Regions from separate parts of the Rattus norvegicus genome. Here region 2 is linked to region 1. The links are chromatin contacts, called in public Hi-C maps. All regions are on one chromosome and are shown on one strand. The core of a region is the stretch at or near the end of the contact, and the rest is flanking DNA. Distances in the headings are between cores, read along the strand shown. Region 1 holds the start of Efnb1 (ephrin B1). Region 2 has its middle 74 kb from the start of Pja1.

Region 1 (6,779 bases), core at 402-2,901:
ACCTTCTATCTCTCCTTGATCTGCTTACATCCCAGGGCAGAGTCCAGGGAAAACAATGATCCTAGACTGTGTACCCAGAACCATCGAATGTTGCAAGGTCTCCAGCTCCGAAGGTACAAGAAGCTCAGTTTCTTCCTCCTTACTTTCCCCCACAGAGCTGCCCCCATTACAACGACAGAGATCGTTACATGAGGCAGTGAAGGACGCCATAGCTCAGTCTCCCTCGAGTAAGTTAATAGACATGGAACTCATATAAATGGCAGAGCCCCTAAAGAATGGGGCTCAATTATCTCCTTAGAGAAGCAACAAGAAGGAGCTGGACTTTGGTTCTTGGTAGAGACCTTGCCTAGTAAGCCTAAGGCCCTAAGTTACAGAATCCCGATTCGTTAAGAAGAGAAAGAGAAGAGGGAGCAGCTGAGGAGAAAAAGGAGGGGCTCGTAGAGGAAGGCTTTCTAACTTCTGTAGTTCTCAACCCAGATCTTTCCCCCCAGATCTCTTCCACCTTTCTTACACCGACACCAAGTGGTGGCTCTTGTCTCTGTGCTCTGAGTGCCAGACTTGCTTGTCAGGCTCCGGGTGGGAGGCCTCCGCTTGTCCCAGGAGCCCGCAAGTCTATAGAAGGCCAGCAGAGGGAGACATTAGCACGTGGGTACGTCCGCTGGGACCTGAGGAAGGCGAGTAGGTCAGACCGGGAGGGTCTGAGCTATGGGATTGAGCCAAATTATAAGCAAAGAGACAAGGAGGGGCGGAGAGAATGGGCCAGTGCTGGGAGACAAAGACCCAGATGGTGAGGCCGAGGCCTGGAAAGGCTGGAGTCCGGGATCTCAGGGCCCAGATGCCTGCTTTTGCTCTTTCAAAAGGCTTCTCTTCTGCTCCTTTCCCCGGTCCTGGAGCTTTCTGTATAGTTTGTGACCTCTTGTCCCTACTTACCTACCCAGGTCCTTTCCTGTGCCTTCAGACAGGACTGACTAAATCTGCGTGCTCGGAGTCGGGGTGGAGGGTCCCAAAGGGCTCACTCTCAAAGATGAAATTTTTGAAAGCTTGGTTCACTAGATGCAAATAAATTCCTCCTCCCCTTTGGACACAATACTTTTTCTGAGTCTCCACCACCCATAGCTATCACTCTTGTGGTTAAAGCAAAGAAGGAGTGCATTGCGAGGACAGAAAGACCGCCCAACGGAGTGTGGATAGTGGACTGGGAGTAGGCAGGCTGACAGAAGTGGGCACAGAGTGGGATTCTGGGACTGGTATGCGAGTATGCGCATGGGGGGTGTTTGTGTGTGTAAAAAGAACGCAAGAACGGTGCTTTCTGGAGGTACTTGGGACAGGGCTTGTCTGGTCTAGGTCAGTAGACATAAAGGAGAGCAGGCCAGCAGCTTTTGGGAAGCACCAACTTCTTAAGAACTCCCTGGGAACTAGACTAAGCGCGACACAACCACAGCCGCAAGAGTCGCACATTCTTATTAGTGCCATCGAGAGAGCAGCGTCCTTAAGAGCTCCCCGAAGCCCCACCCCTTCCTGCTCTGTGGGCGTGGTATGGGGCAAGGACCCCGTCACAGAGCTTTCTATTGGTTCGAAGGAGCAGGGTTGGCCTTGTACTCGCCTGAGCAGGAGAGTAGAAAGCTCAGCGGCAGCGGAGGGAGTCGATGCGCGCTGGACAGCAGTGGGGGGTGTGTGAGATTCGCACTGACTGCCGACACTCCGGCTCAATCGCCGGGGATTAAGGACTTGGCGACCCGGCTGCCGGGCTGCCCGGCCGAGGCTTCAGAGGCGCAAATTGATGGGACTGATTTGCTCAGTAGGGCCGTACTAGTCTTTTAAGTATACTGAGAAGGGCCGGTGCTAAAGTAGAAGCTGTCGTGGGACGCGCCGGCGCGGAGTCCCACAGTGGCCCGGAGGAACGGAGTCCGTGCTAGGGGGACCCAGTCCGGAGCCTGGGGACCGAGCTCGCATTGTTGGGAGACAACCCGCCTCTTCTTCCCAGAGGCGTCAATCCCAGGACGGTCGAGGCGTCGGGGCAACCACTGAGCGCTCTGCAGAGAGACCCGGTCGGGGAGAGGACTCGCAGTCTCAAACAGTCTGGGAGAGCCGATCGGAATCCGGCGGGATCACTCGGGGGCGGCGAGCCCCCGTCGCGCCTCGTGCGGCGGAGAGGCCAGGGGAGAAAGTCCTCCGAGGCAGCAGTCCATGCGCGGGTTGGGGACGCCTGCCCAGTGAATCCTCCTGGCCAGCCGGGCGCAGGAGAGCGACCCCGAGGCCGGCGGGAGGAGAGTGCTTCAAGGCCGGCGGCTGCGGAGGATGGGCGCCTAAGTGGCTCCGAGCGCTGCGCGGCAAGGGCAGGCGAGGCGAGCTTTGCTGAGGAGGTGCTAGGGGATCCTGAAGTGCATCCTGCCCCCGGGAAAATGGCCCGGCCTGGGCAGCGTTGGCTCAGCAAGTGGCTTGTGGCTATGGTCGTGCTGACGCTGTGCCGGCTTGCCACGCCGTTGGCCAAGAACCTGGAGCCCGTGTCCTGGAGCTCTCTTAACCCTAAGTGAGTAACTTATCTACTCTGGTCCCTGGGGGTGGGAGGCACTTCTTTGGGGTTGAGGTCGGACACCCCCAAGTGCCTGTGGGGGGGGATTGTCCGTAGGAGGCCTATTTTATATCTGGCCTTTTCTGGTGTTTTCTTGCGGGCAGTTGGGGTAAGATGCAGAAGGGTGGGGTGGGGGCACTTAGCTGGGTTTCGACCCTTCGGTTCAGCCCTAGCCTCCTCAAGTCCGGATCGAGTCCGTTGGTCACACCAGGCAGATAGAATGTCTGGGCGCTCCAGAGCGCACCCGAGAGCTGGGTGGGGGCGAGTAAGCAGCCCACTCCAGGGCCTCTGGGAACGTGGTGGATTTCGCTCACAGCCACTCCATGGGTGAGATCGACCTGAGCAAGGGACCAGGCCAGAACACAGGTTCCTCATTTGCTTAGGTGTCAGGTCGGCTCGGGACCTAGCGCCCCGGGGCGAGTGGCAGCATCTGTATCCCTTCTCCAGCTTCTCCTATTTTCATTTGTCTTTCTTCCCTGTCTGTTTGCCTCCCTGTCTTTCTCTTTGCCGTCTCTTCTTGCACACCCCCCCCCCATTTCTCTCTGCCGGGGAGGTAGAAAGGCGGGCGCTGCTTCCAGGCTCACAAAGGCGTCGGGTGGAGAAGGGCGGAGTGGAAGAGGGTTTGTTTGAGGAGGGGGTTCGATCCAGTGCCCGTCGGGGGTCCAATTGAGCTAGGCACCAGAGCCTCTTCTAGATCCAGTCAGGTCTGAGAATGGTAGTGGAGGCAGCGAGGGAGGTGGGTGCGGAACGTGTGATTCCTGTCCAGGCAGATCCTAGCCGTTGCCCCCCCCCCCCCGGGACTAGAGAGCCATGCTTTTTCTCCTATGGTTTGAGGGGCAGTGATAGAAAGGAGATCCTTTTCTTTCTTCTCCTTCCTAACTCTGCCCCCTCCCATCTCTAAACAACACACACCTTTCAGGGCGGTGGCTCAGTGGTTTCTGGGCTGTTGGTGGGGAGTAGCTTAGGCTGTTATGACCTCTGGACCTTTTTCTCTTATGGCATCTAGGACCCACATTGGTACTCAGGGTCGTAATTGCCCTTCCCATTTTCTGGCAGCCCAGGGAGTGTGTGGACAACGCAGTTAGTGTAAAACGGGGGGGGGGGCAGGGGGGAGGTGTTCGCTGACCTGTTCCTTCCGTGTTCCCAGATTCCTGTTTCTGGAATTTCCTCCTGTCCACTCTTGTGGGCTGTCTGCTAACTTCCTAGGTTCTTGTTTGCCTTGGCCCCTTGAGTCGCAGGGATGGTGTATCTCACTCCTAAAGTGAGAGAAGAGGGCTTCTTGTTTTCTCCTTGGGTTAAGGTAGGATCCCATTACTCATCTGTGGCTAGAGTGGGGTCAGGATGGAGGTTTCTGCATCTGTACAAGGAAAGGGACTGACTGGCAGGGATTTCTACCTTACTCTGAAGCCTGTTTGGTCACTGTGCCTTAACTGCTGGGGCTCAAATTGTTCTGGGAACCCTCTAGGCTGTTGAGCCCATGGGAAGAGCTTGTGAAGTGCCTAGTTCTTCGATGTAAGGGTGGAGGCTGGAAGTGCTCCTTAGCTAGGAGAATTGCATTCCCCCTAGGGTAGCCCATCCCAGGGGCTCATGGGAATGACCTAATTGCTCTCTTGGGTCGAGATACCACGCAACTCCACAGCTGGAGAAGAGCCCTCCTGCAGAGTTGAGGTTGCTGGGAGAAACAAGATCCTGGGAGCGCCCCTCTTTATGTGTTCTCTGCCTTTAGAGCAGTTTACAAGCTTGAGAAGGCTGTGTCCCCTCTGCTCTCCAGCCAGTCCACCTCCAGCTGAGGACAGGCATCCTGAGGATGTGTAGGGGACTGACTTTGGACTCTGTAGAACCTGCCTAGTCTCTATCCCATAATCGAGCAGATTCTGGGAACAGTTTGGACTGATCCTGGTGGTCCCCCCCACCAACCCCATTTCATCGATGCTCAGGGGTCTGGAATGCAGTCTATGTCTGCGTTTGTTGGCACTGGGTGCAGGGCAAGAGGACAGGACCGAGGCACTGCCCTCAACTCTGGGGGCTGCCTTGCCACCGCACCCAACCCTCAGGCTGTCCCAGCTTTTCTAATAAATACTGTCTGTCTCTGCTTCCTTGTGTCCTGTCTGAGTTCTCCCTCTCAGGCCCACATTGTTGCCTGCTCACACCCTGTGAGAGTGGAGCTCACCTCCCTCTCCAGCCAGGCTCGCCTGCTCTCTCTCTTTCTCACACTCCCTCTCACTCTTAGTCACTCTCTGCCTCTTTTTCTCAAGTCCTTTTGTTTCTCGCACATGCCCGTGCTCTCCCTCGCAGGCTCATTTTCTCTTAGCCCTCCCCTCTTCCTCTCCTGGCTTTTGGTCCCCTCTCCTCAGCCTTGTCAGGAGCTGGCACCCCTCCCTCTAAAAATCTCCCAGTGCCTATAAACCCTGCTTAATTGCTTCCTCCTTGGGAAAAAAAATCAAAATAAAGAAGTGATGGGGTCTGCTTCTAGGTTCCAGGGCACACGCAGCCCCAGCTCTGGGGAGCTGGAAGGGCTGGCTTAAGACTGCTGGTCTTATCTATCTCCTGAACTGCTGTCCAGGTGGTAGTCCCTGGGTGATAGGAACTTCAGCTTCCTGGGCCCCTCCTGTCAGATTTGCCCCAAGAGTAGACGGTAGGAAGATGGGTTTGGTCCTACTGGGCTTTGGCCGAAAGCAGAGCGAGCATGTTTGGGGCCTGTAGAGGGGACATGGGCTAAATGGTCCCAGGGCAGCCACCTCCCCCAGCTGCTTCCCCTTGGGAACTTGGGGCAGCCGGTAAGCCTCACACTTGAGTCCTCAGCCAAGTCCAGCTGCTGCACTTCAGTCTCTCAGTCCCATTCTGACCCTATACTGCTCCCCACTCAGGTTCCCCCACCTCCAAGGAGTGGGAATGTGTTCCAGATCACATTACAAACCTTCCCCTTCGATGGGGGTGGGGTGGGGTGGGGTGGGGGCTCAGTTCGGCATTCAGGACCCTTGACTCCATTCAGCTTGGGTGGGGCAGCTGCAGACCCCAACCCATGCTTGCCTGTTACAAGCTAAAGTGTTGGACCCAGCCCCCTCACAGCTGTTCTAACTCACAGTCCTGGGGAAGCCAGCCCAAGGGACTCCTTTCCAGAGTGGCTAGGGACCTGACTATTCAATTTTATGTCTAGTTGGCCACAGGTGAGAGCCTGGGAGCCCTAAAGGTTCCTGTTCTCTGACCCCACCCAGGGAAGCAAGGAAAGGCCAGAAGAGCCTACAAGGGAGCTGAGGTGGGGATTCCCTTTCTTGTCTAGGGCTCTTGGGGCCCTCAGTTGCCTTACTAGCTTAGGAACATGGGGATGGCTGGGCCTTGGATACTACTTGGTGTTCAGCACTGTTTTCTGGGATTAGGGCTATGTATGAGGTCACTGGGCTAACAAGGAGACTGCTGGTTGTCATGGGAATGCCAGGTTTGGGGGATAGTTCACGTGATTATAAGGGCATCTGAAGTGGGGGCTGCTCAGTGGTGGCCTTCTGAGGCTCTCAAAGTCCCTTCTCCCATGTATGATTGGGTGCTGGTGGTTTGGGGTCAGCGTGCCAGCAAGGCAGAAGTATAAGGATTTTCAGCTTGCTACTTCTAAATGACTGTGGTTGGCATGCTAAGTAATAGGCAGGTAGTACCTTGCTACTTACAATGCATTCTCATAGATGATCTCATTGGGTGCTCCCAACAGCCCTGGGAAGTAGGCACTGGCTCCACTTTCCAGAGAAGGAGGCATGTGCGCAGAAAGGGGAAATGTCTGAAGTCAGCCAGTGACTTGTTGAGTCGGGGAGAGGCAGAGCTGTATTGTGTGCCATTCTCCCCATATCATCCTGATGCAGGGAACAGGAATTCAAAGTGGGGTTTGAACCAGACCGCCACTGCCCCTGGGTTCCTCCTCTCTCACTTCCCAGACGGGCCTGTATCTGCTTTATGACTCAGGCCCTGCCTGTGTGGGGGAAGTAGTGTTCCAGCTTCATTTAGCTTTCTGAGGCTTCACTCGGAGGGCACTGTGCACAGGTGACCTATCCTAACTCACTGGCTGGCACTCTGCCCCTCCCAGCTCTGCGTAGCTCCTTTGGTTCCTCTCTGGAATGCCTTCCTCTTAGGAACTCCAGGGAAAACATGGCAGGGGGTGTGGGTAAAGCCCAGTAGACTAACTATGGTCAGGTGGGACAAAGAGGCGGGCATAGTTTGTGTA
Region 2 (7,140 bases), core at 1,106-3,605, 250 kb after region 1:
TGGGCATCTGCATGCACCTTAGCTGAGAGGCTCTGTGGTGTATCTTTGTTGACTGGTTTAGGGTCAACAAAGCTCGCTCAGGCCTCAGATGATATCCTCCTGATCAGTGTCTGGGATACAGAGATTATACCACCATTGCCTACTCAGAGCCCCTACTGTAACTTTTTCAAATCCTATTTTTAATGATGGTTCTTCAATACTTTAACCTTCCTTGTAGCCCACCACCCACCAGAGGTAGTAGAAAAGAAAGGCTATGGAGAAAGTGGACCTGTTTAGAAATGGTTCTTTAGAGCAACTCCCATCTGTGTTGTCTGGAAATCGGCAGTTCAGTTCAGAGGTCAGCAGGCAGCCGCAGCTTGATCCACTCGCAAACACCTCATACATACACCAGCAGGCCAGTTTGCTAGAGTCTGGTTAGCAACAGCAGTGACATGACCTAGCAGAGATAGGCACCAGCCTCAGCTCAAGTCAGCAAGACGGACCAGGAGGAATGCCAGGAGAAGTTCTTAGATGTGCCTCTCTTCAGGGAATCGAAGATCAGTGAAGACATGAAACCCACAAAGGTTGCACAGCTAGCTCTACCAGTAAGCCAAGCTCTGTCTCTGTCACTCCATCGAGTCCTATTTATACCCTCCAAACATCACGTGTCTTCCATGTGCCTTGCCTCAGCACAGGTCTTACCTCAGTGAGTCCTTGGAAGTGGCAATAAACTAGGGCACGCCACCAGAAGATTTTTGGTGCATTTCTCTCTATGGCATCCCAACCAACACAGATCAACTAAGCAATGTAAGGTGGACCAGTGTATGTGTGCCATTAGTAAAGAATCCTTCATCGTGTGTCCTTTCACATGCTTGCTTTAGCAGAAACATGCTCTCTCCCATGCCCACTTCAGTGAAACATTCCTTCATGTGTCTACCTTAGCCTTTTATACCTGTGTCTACTTTAACAAAGCGTTCCTTCATGTGTTTGCCCCAGCAAAAAGCCATCCCTTCTTTCCAAAGAACACTTAAGTTTCCACTTCACCCTACTTTTAGATTACTCCAGCCTTTTGGGCCAAGGTGAAGGGATTGTATTCTCAAGACTACTTGCCTACCTCTGCCAGACCTGGATCTGGTAGCTGAAGGTACCAGACTGTGCTTACAACCAAGTATACTTCAGACAGAGAAAGCTCATTATAGCTGTAGGACAAGAGAGGTGGCTAACAGTGACCATGCAGGAACTGGGCGAACAGAGAACCCATCACCAAATACGGCAGGGACAGGAGTAGAGTCATGGGTACATTATGGAGCCAGCCACACCTGCACGAGGCAATAAGAGTCAAAACTTTCAAGATGACCCTTAAAGGATTCGGAAGGGATGGCCAAGTCGACAAGGGGGAAAACAGTATCCCAGTCAGAATGACACAAGGGCTGTGCGACTTCCAGAGGTAGTGCCAACAGCCCCAAGTCTGTGGAAACTAGGTAGGTCCTGTTTGTGGGAAGGGAGAGATTTCAATCGGCTAGGTTCTCTGTTTTACTCTTCACTGGATTCTGGCCTTCCCTAATAATTCATCTGTTGGAAACTCAGTTCCCCACTGGGTACCTGGCACTGTGGGTTACAGGTAGTAATTTTCATGTCATCTTGGTCATCCGGATGAAAATTAGCATCGAGGAGTCCATTGCACTGTAGTACACCTGCCACACCCACTTTCTCTGCCCACGTTGTTCCTTTCCACATCCACTCTTTCAGATTTGCTGGGATCTGAGGGGACATCTAGAAAGGCCAGCCCCTAGAAAGCTCCTGGCAAGCATCGGGCCACTGTTATTCCTCCTGCCAGCCCCTGGTGCTTTGAGAGAAAGAAAGGGAGACAGAAAAGTTTTGCTCTCATTTTGCAACGTCGATGGGTTTTGCAGCACAGAGATGATCCACCAGCCTCACGTTTGTCTCCTGCTTTGGCCATCTCTGTGGTTGGGAAGAGTGGGAGGGGTGGGGGATTTAGAGAGAGAGGTTGCAGGAATACCATCTACCTACACCCCTCTCAACTCACTCTGGACCTCTTCCACTGATACCCAAAGGCAACCCAGCCTGAATGGCCACACAACTGTGGCCAGCCCTCTCTTGCCCCCTCCTTAGCCTAGGGAGGGGGAGGGATTGAGGAGTGAGGGTTCTGAGGGAGGGGCCAGAAGTCCAGCCTGGTTCTGATTTCCCTGGCTGGGGCTGGGAACCAGAGCCTGGTCTGTCTTCAATCCCTACCCCCCTAATGCAATGCTTCTCTGCTTTCGGGAGCGGCCCATAACCGCAAACACATTTGCTAATGCAGCTAGCCTGCCCGCCCTGGGACAGCTGGCTGGGCCCTGTGCCTGGGGCCAGGCCAGGCAAAGGGCAGGGGGCCTGGCTGGGAAAGGAGCCCGAGGCTCCTCCTCTGCTGTTCAGCCACCCTGCACAGGCCTGGTTGCTGCCTCTCTGCCTTGTAGCCCTTCACTGCTGTGTCTCTTTTCATGACTGAGAAAGATGTCAAACTAAGGGCAATAGAGAGGAACTGCTACACGACTGGCCACACAGTGACCAGATCAAAGATGGATCGACTAGACATGACTTTTTTTCTAAGAAAATGCATGGCTTGCCTGGGCTAAGGAGGCCTGGGCCTGTGACATTCCATCATGGCATGTCTCTTTGAGAGAAGCCACCTCTAAACCTGGAAAATCGAGACAGGTGTGATGTGATGACCCATGCTTGTAATGCCAGCTCTCCCGTGGCTAGTACAGGATGACCAAGAGGTCAATGTTGACTTCAGTTACAAAGTGACAAGGAAAAGGGAATAAAAAGAAAAACAGGAGAGAAATTGAGAGCAGAGTGAAGGCTTGTCACTGACATAGGAAGTCAAAGCACAGGTTTCCACCGTGACTAGGGCAAATGCGCCTCTTTGCATGCAGTCTTGTGATAAGGAAACAGGTAGGCAAGTGTCTTGTAAACTATAAAGTGCTGTATCTGCGAGACCATGGGCCCTCAAAGAACAGGAGTCAAGGTAGAGTGACCTCTTACAGCCACTAGGAACCCAGCCCTGAGCACCATCATGTGGCAGAGAAAGGCTTAGACTCTGAGAGAGCCAGCCTTTTCCTTTGTCAACCTGGCAGCCAGGAAGCCCCCTGAGAAGCTAGCCTGAATTCTGGGGCCCCAGAATTCCTGAAGTAGAGCTGGAGTCTGAGCCCACTCCCAAGTAGACAGCAATCCCAAGGCCCAGCCTTGCTCAAGGACTGCCCGGACTTACTTGGCGGCCCCAGTTACTACCCCCACTCTCCCAACTCACACAAGGCATGCAGCTCAGCTTCCCCTGCCAAGACACCCCCAGCTGGCCCCTCAGCCCCTCTCCAAAGACAGGGGCCTTTCTCTGCCACGTTCCTGGAGGCTTTTCCACTTAACAGGGCCTTGAAATCCATTTGCTGCAGACTGTGAACTTCCTCTCTATGCTCCTGCCCGCTGGCCTTCTCTGAGCCTGACCCCCTACTCCCACCCCCACACTGGCGTCCGCCCGCCCATAGCCCAGCAGCTGTCACCCTGGTCTCCCCTTCCCTGGGCCTCTGGGGCCAAGCAGGGGGCACCTGGAGGAGGTATTCAAGCCCAGGAAACAGCAAGAGCTTGAGTGAGGATAGGAATCCCAGAACCTGCTCACCAGTAGGATCCTGAGCACACCAGAGGCTAGAGACCAAGGCTAAAGCCTCTTCAAGACTAAAGCCACCGAAACATTTCTCTCTGTATCACCTTTACCTTCATGACCTCTATGGACCTTGTGGGCCAGAGCCATGCTACTAAGCTACTAATAGACACACACACACACACACACACACACACACACACACACACACACTCACACAGAGCACTAGTTCCCCTGAAGGTGTATCTAGGAAGATAAGGTGGTATGGGTTCTAGTCCTGCCTCAATCAGAATCCATGACTTTGGGCCAGTCTTGTCTCCTCTTGGACCTCTCTGATTTCCCTACCATTTCGCTGACATCTTCTTGTTTCTTGAAGTCAACTCCTCTCTGCTTGGTCAGGTCTGCACACCCTAGGTCTTTGTGTTCTTACTGGTGTCCCCAATGCTTCCATGCCGCAAACTTTATTCTCCATCCCAGTATGTCCTCAGACTGTAGGAGTGAATGGTCACCACTATCCACTGGTCAGGTGGCTGTGGCCAAGTACTTCCATGCCTGTGTGTGCGTGTGCGTGTGCGTGTGTGTGTGTGTGTGCGTGTGTGTGCGTGCGTGTGTGTGTGTGTGTGTGTGTGTGTCGTGAGGCTCTATGTGGGTGCTGGGAATCGAACCTCAGTCCTCTAGAATAGCCAATACTCTTAACCATTGAGGCATCTCTCCAGCCTCAGGCCTTCTATCTTATTAATTTGATGTTATCTTCATGATACAGGCTGAGGAAACTGAGGTACAAAAAGGAAAAGTGACCACAGTTCCAAGGCCTAGTTGAGCCTGGGTATTCGCACTCCCTCATCTGTCCTATCACCCCCCTCCTCCTCCTCTTCGACTCCTCCTCCCCCTCCTCTTCCTCCTCTGCTTCCTCTCCCTTTCCCTGTTTATGCCTAAATGCCAGTGTATTCTGTAATGGACAGGGACATACTAATGGATCCTTGTTTTGAAATAGCTAGTCGTAGCACTTTACAGGAGGTAATGTCAGAGCTCAGATTTTGGTCGGGCTTCAAGCTGATGGCAAACAGTCCACTTAAGACCTACTCTGACCTGAGGCTCCATCTCCCTTATGTTTCCAAAACTATATTATTTCACACCTTAAACCAGAGTGAGGAAGAAAAGTTTGTCCAAAGGATGAAATGCTTAGAAGAGGGAAGAGAGGCCATCATCTCATTAGAGCCTCAAATCTCCCAACCCAACTGAGTACCTACTATGTGCTGGCCACTGTCAGCCACTTTACACAGGAAAATAGGCTTTTACTCTCAGCAAAACATAGCCCTGGGAGAGGAAAAGTGATGCCTATAAGAAGAGGTCTCCGAACCCAGAGAACACAGGTCCAGACAAGAACACTGAGCACAGACAGCTCCCTGGCAGGCTTGCTGTCAGCTCTGCTGCCTAGAGCTCTCACCCTTTCAAAGCTGGGGGTGGGGGGGTGAGGGAGATGCTGGTCTCTCTCCCCATCTGTCTTTTTCATCCTTCCCCTCTCTGGTTCTCAGCAGAGAATGTGTTAGAAACCTGGACTGAATTACCACCCATTACCCAACCTGCCTTCCTCCAAATCCATGCCATTAATGCAATCAATGGAGGGGAAGCAGACTCTTTTCAGCTGCCTGTCTGGCCTGCCCAGCAAGGCCTTCCCAGGGCTGCAAAAAGGTCTATACCCCTACTACTCTCCCACAGGGATGGTACTATGCGCCACTCACACACATGCTTGCCACAGTGAAGCAGATCCTCTGCCCATCAGAGAGCTCTCCTTCTTGGACACTCAATTCAGTGAAGACACACACATGAATATTTGTTCAATTGAGGAATACTTACAGGACTGTCTTGAGGCATTGGAACAAGGAAATAGCCTGACAGGCCTTATCATCTACCTAGGGCAAGGGGTAGACCATCAGTGAGAAATGATAAACTCACAGGTGAATCCCAGGGGCTGTATTAGATCCAGCAGCCAGGGAAGGCCTCAGAGAGAAAGACAGTGTCATCACTGACAAGAAAGGGGCTGCTAAGGGGCAGGGGTGATGACTCAGCACTTAAGAGTTCTCGATGCTCTTCCAAAGGACCAGGGTGGAAGTCCCAGTCTGGGCTTAGAATCCTCTGTAACCGCAGTACCAGAGCATACAATACCCTCTTCTGACCTCTGTAGGCACCAGACATACATACAGATAAAACACCTATGTGAGGATCCAGGGAAAGCTTCGAAGGAGAAAGAACTGGGAAACAGAAGGATGACAGGGCAGAAGTGATCATGTGGGAAAGTGAAGGGGAGAACCGAAGCTGGGGAGACAAAGACCACAGTATCAAGAACTGTGGGCCAAAGCAAAGAGCTTGAGGGCCATGTTTGGTTGTGTTATATAGTGTTTGCCCATATTATTGCTGCTGGTCTGGGTCTAAGAATCCTCCTACTTTTGCCTCCTGATGCTGGGGTTCAAGGTATGTTTGTGTTAAGAGTTTAGGATCTAAATGGATTAAGAAGCCGTTAAAAGGGTTGGAGACATAGCTCAGTGGTCAAGAGCACTTGTTGCTCTTCCAGAGAACCCAGATTTGGTTCCTAGAACCCGTGTGGTAGCTCACAATCATCTGTGACTCCAGCTCCAGGAGACATGGTACCCTCTTCACCAGGCACGCATGTAAACATGTAAACAGAGCACACACATGTAAAATCCATTTAAAACGCAAATTTAAAAGAATTTCAAGTGCTACTCATGGTGATAAAAGCCTGGAGAACCTCATTTCTTAGCCAAAGAATCTGTCAGGCTAGCCTGAGTTGCATAGAGTTCCAAGTCAGACTTAGAAATATAGTATAAGACTCTCTCTCAAAGAAAAATGTTCTACCCAGAACAAGTCTGAAATTTTATTTTAGAGAGATCATTCTGGTGGCTGCAGAGAATGGAGAGGCCAAGGGTAGATGTAGGGGTGTATTGTATAAGTCTTAGTAAGAGGTGCTGGTGGCCTGTGTTTGGCTGATGGGCACGAAGCAGAATCAAGCAGAAAATTAGATGCTTTAGCCTGAACCCTTTTAGAGCTGGCAGACTTTTGGCGGTAACCACTGAATGATGGCCCTACCTCTATTTAGATGTAGATGCTATTTCAAATGTACCCTTACTTCAAAATCTTTTAATTCCTCCCACCAGATGAGATATTAGAAGCAAAAATCTGGTGTTGGTGGGGCAGGTTAAGATTGAAGATTGAGAATCTGAAGAGATGCTCAGAGGTTAAGAGCACTGGCTACTCTTCCAGAGAACCACGGTTCAATTTCCAGCACCCACATGGCAGCTCATGATGTCTGTTACTCCAGCTCCAGGGGAAACTGATACCCTCACACAGACATGGAAGCAAAACACCAGTGCACATAAAAAAATAAGTCATCGATTTTTTAAAAAGATTGGAGATACAAATTTAGTGAGTTGTTGGCACACACGTGCTATTTAAAACCATGAAGCTCAACGACAACGCCAAAAAAATCTACT

Evidence for each region. A called contact is a pair of places that touch in the nucleus more often than the background predicts.
Region 2: a Hi-C map of Schwann cells shows a contact between it and region 1, with 3 times the contacts expected there. The contact joins the enhancer-like site here to the promoter of Efnb1 in region 1. A contact is called at or near these places in 5 of 12 Hi-C or Micro-C datasets (the A7r5 cell line, Schwann cells, kidney and 1 more).

Annotation. Positions count from the first base shown.
Region 1 is chrX:68,295,878-68,302,656 of GRCr8, forward strand. Efnb1 (ephrin B1) reads left to right here and starts at 1,652. Exons shown (of 5, transcript NM_017089.3): 1 at 1,652-2,530. The coding sequence starts at 2,403. Mir3573 (microRNA 3573) reads left to right here and starts at 3,397; the gene lies at 3,397-3,468.
Region 2 is chrX:68,547,921-68,555,060 of GRCr8, forward strand. No RefSeq gene overlaps it. Among named protein-coding and RNA genes, the nearest start is that of Pja1, 74 kb to the right of the region's middle. Within about 2 kb of position 2,356, at least 5 of the 93 cell types and tissues checked have an H3K27ac peak or open chromatin away from gene starts, as enhancers often do. A contact at or near this core is called in Schwann cells, where this site is marked.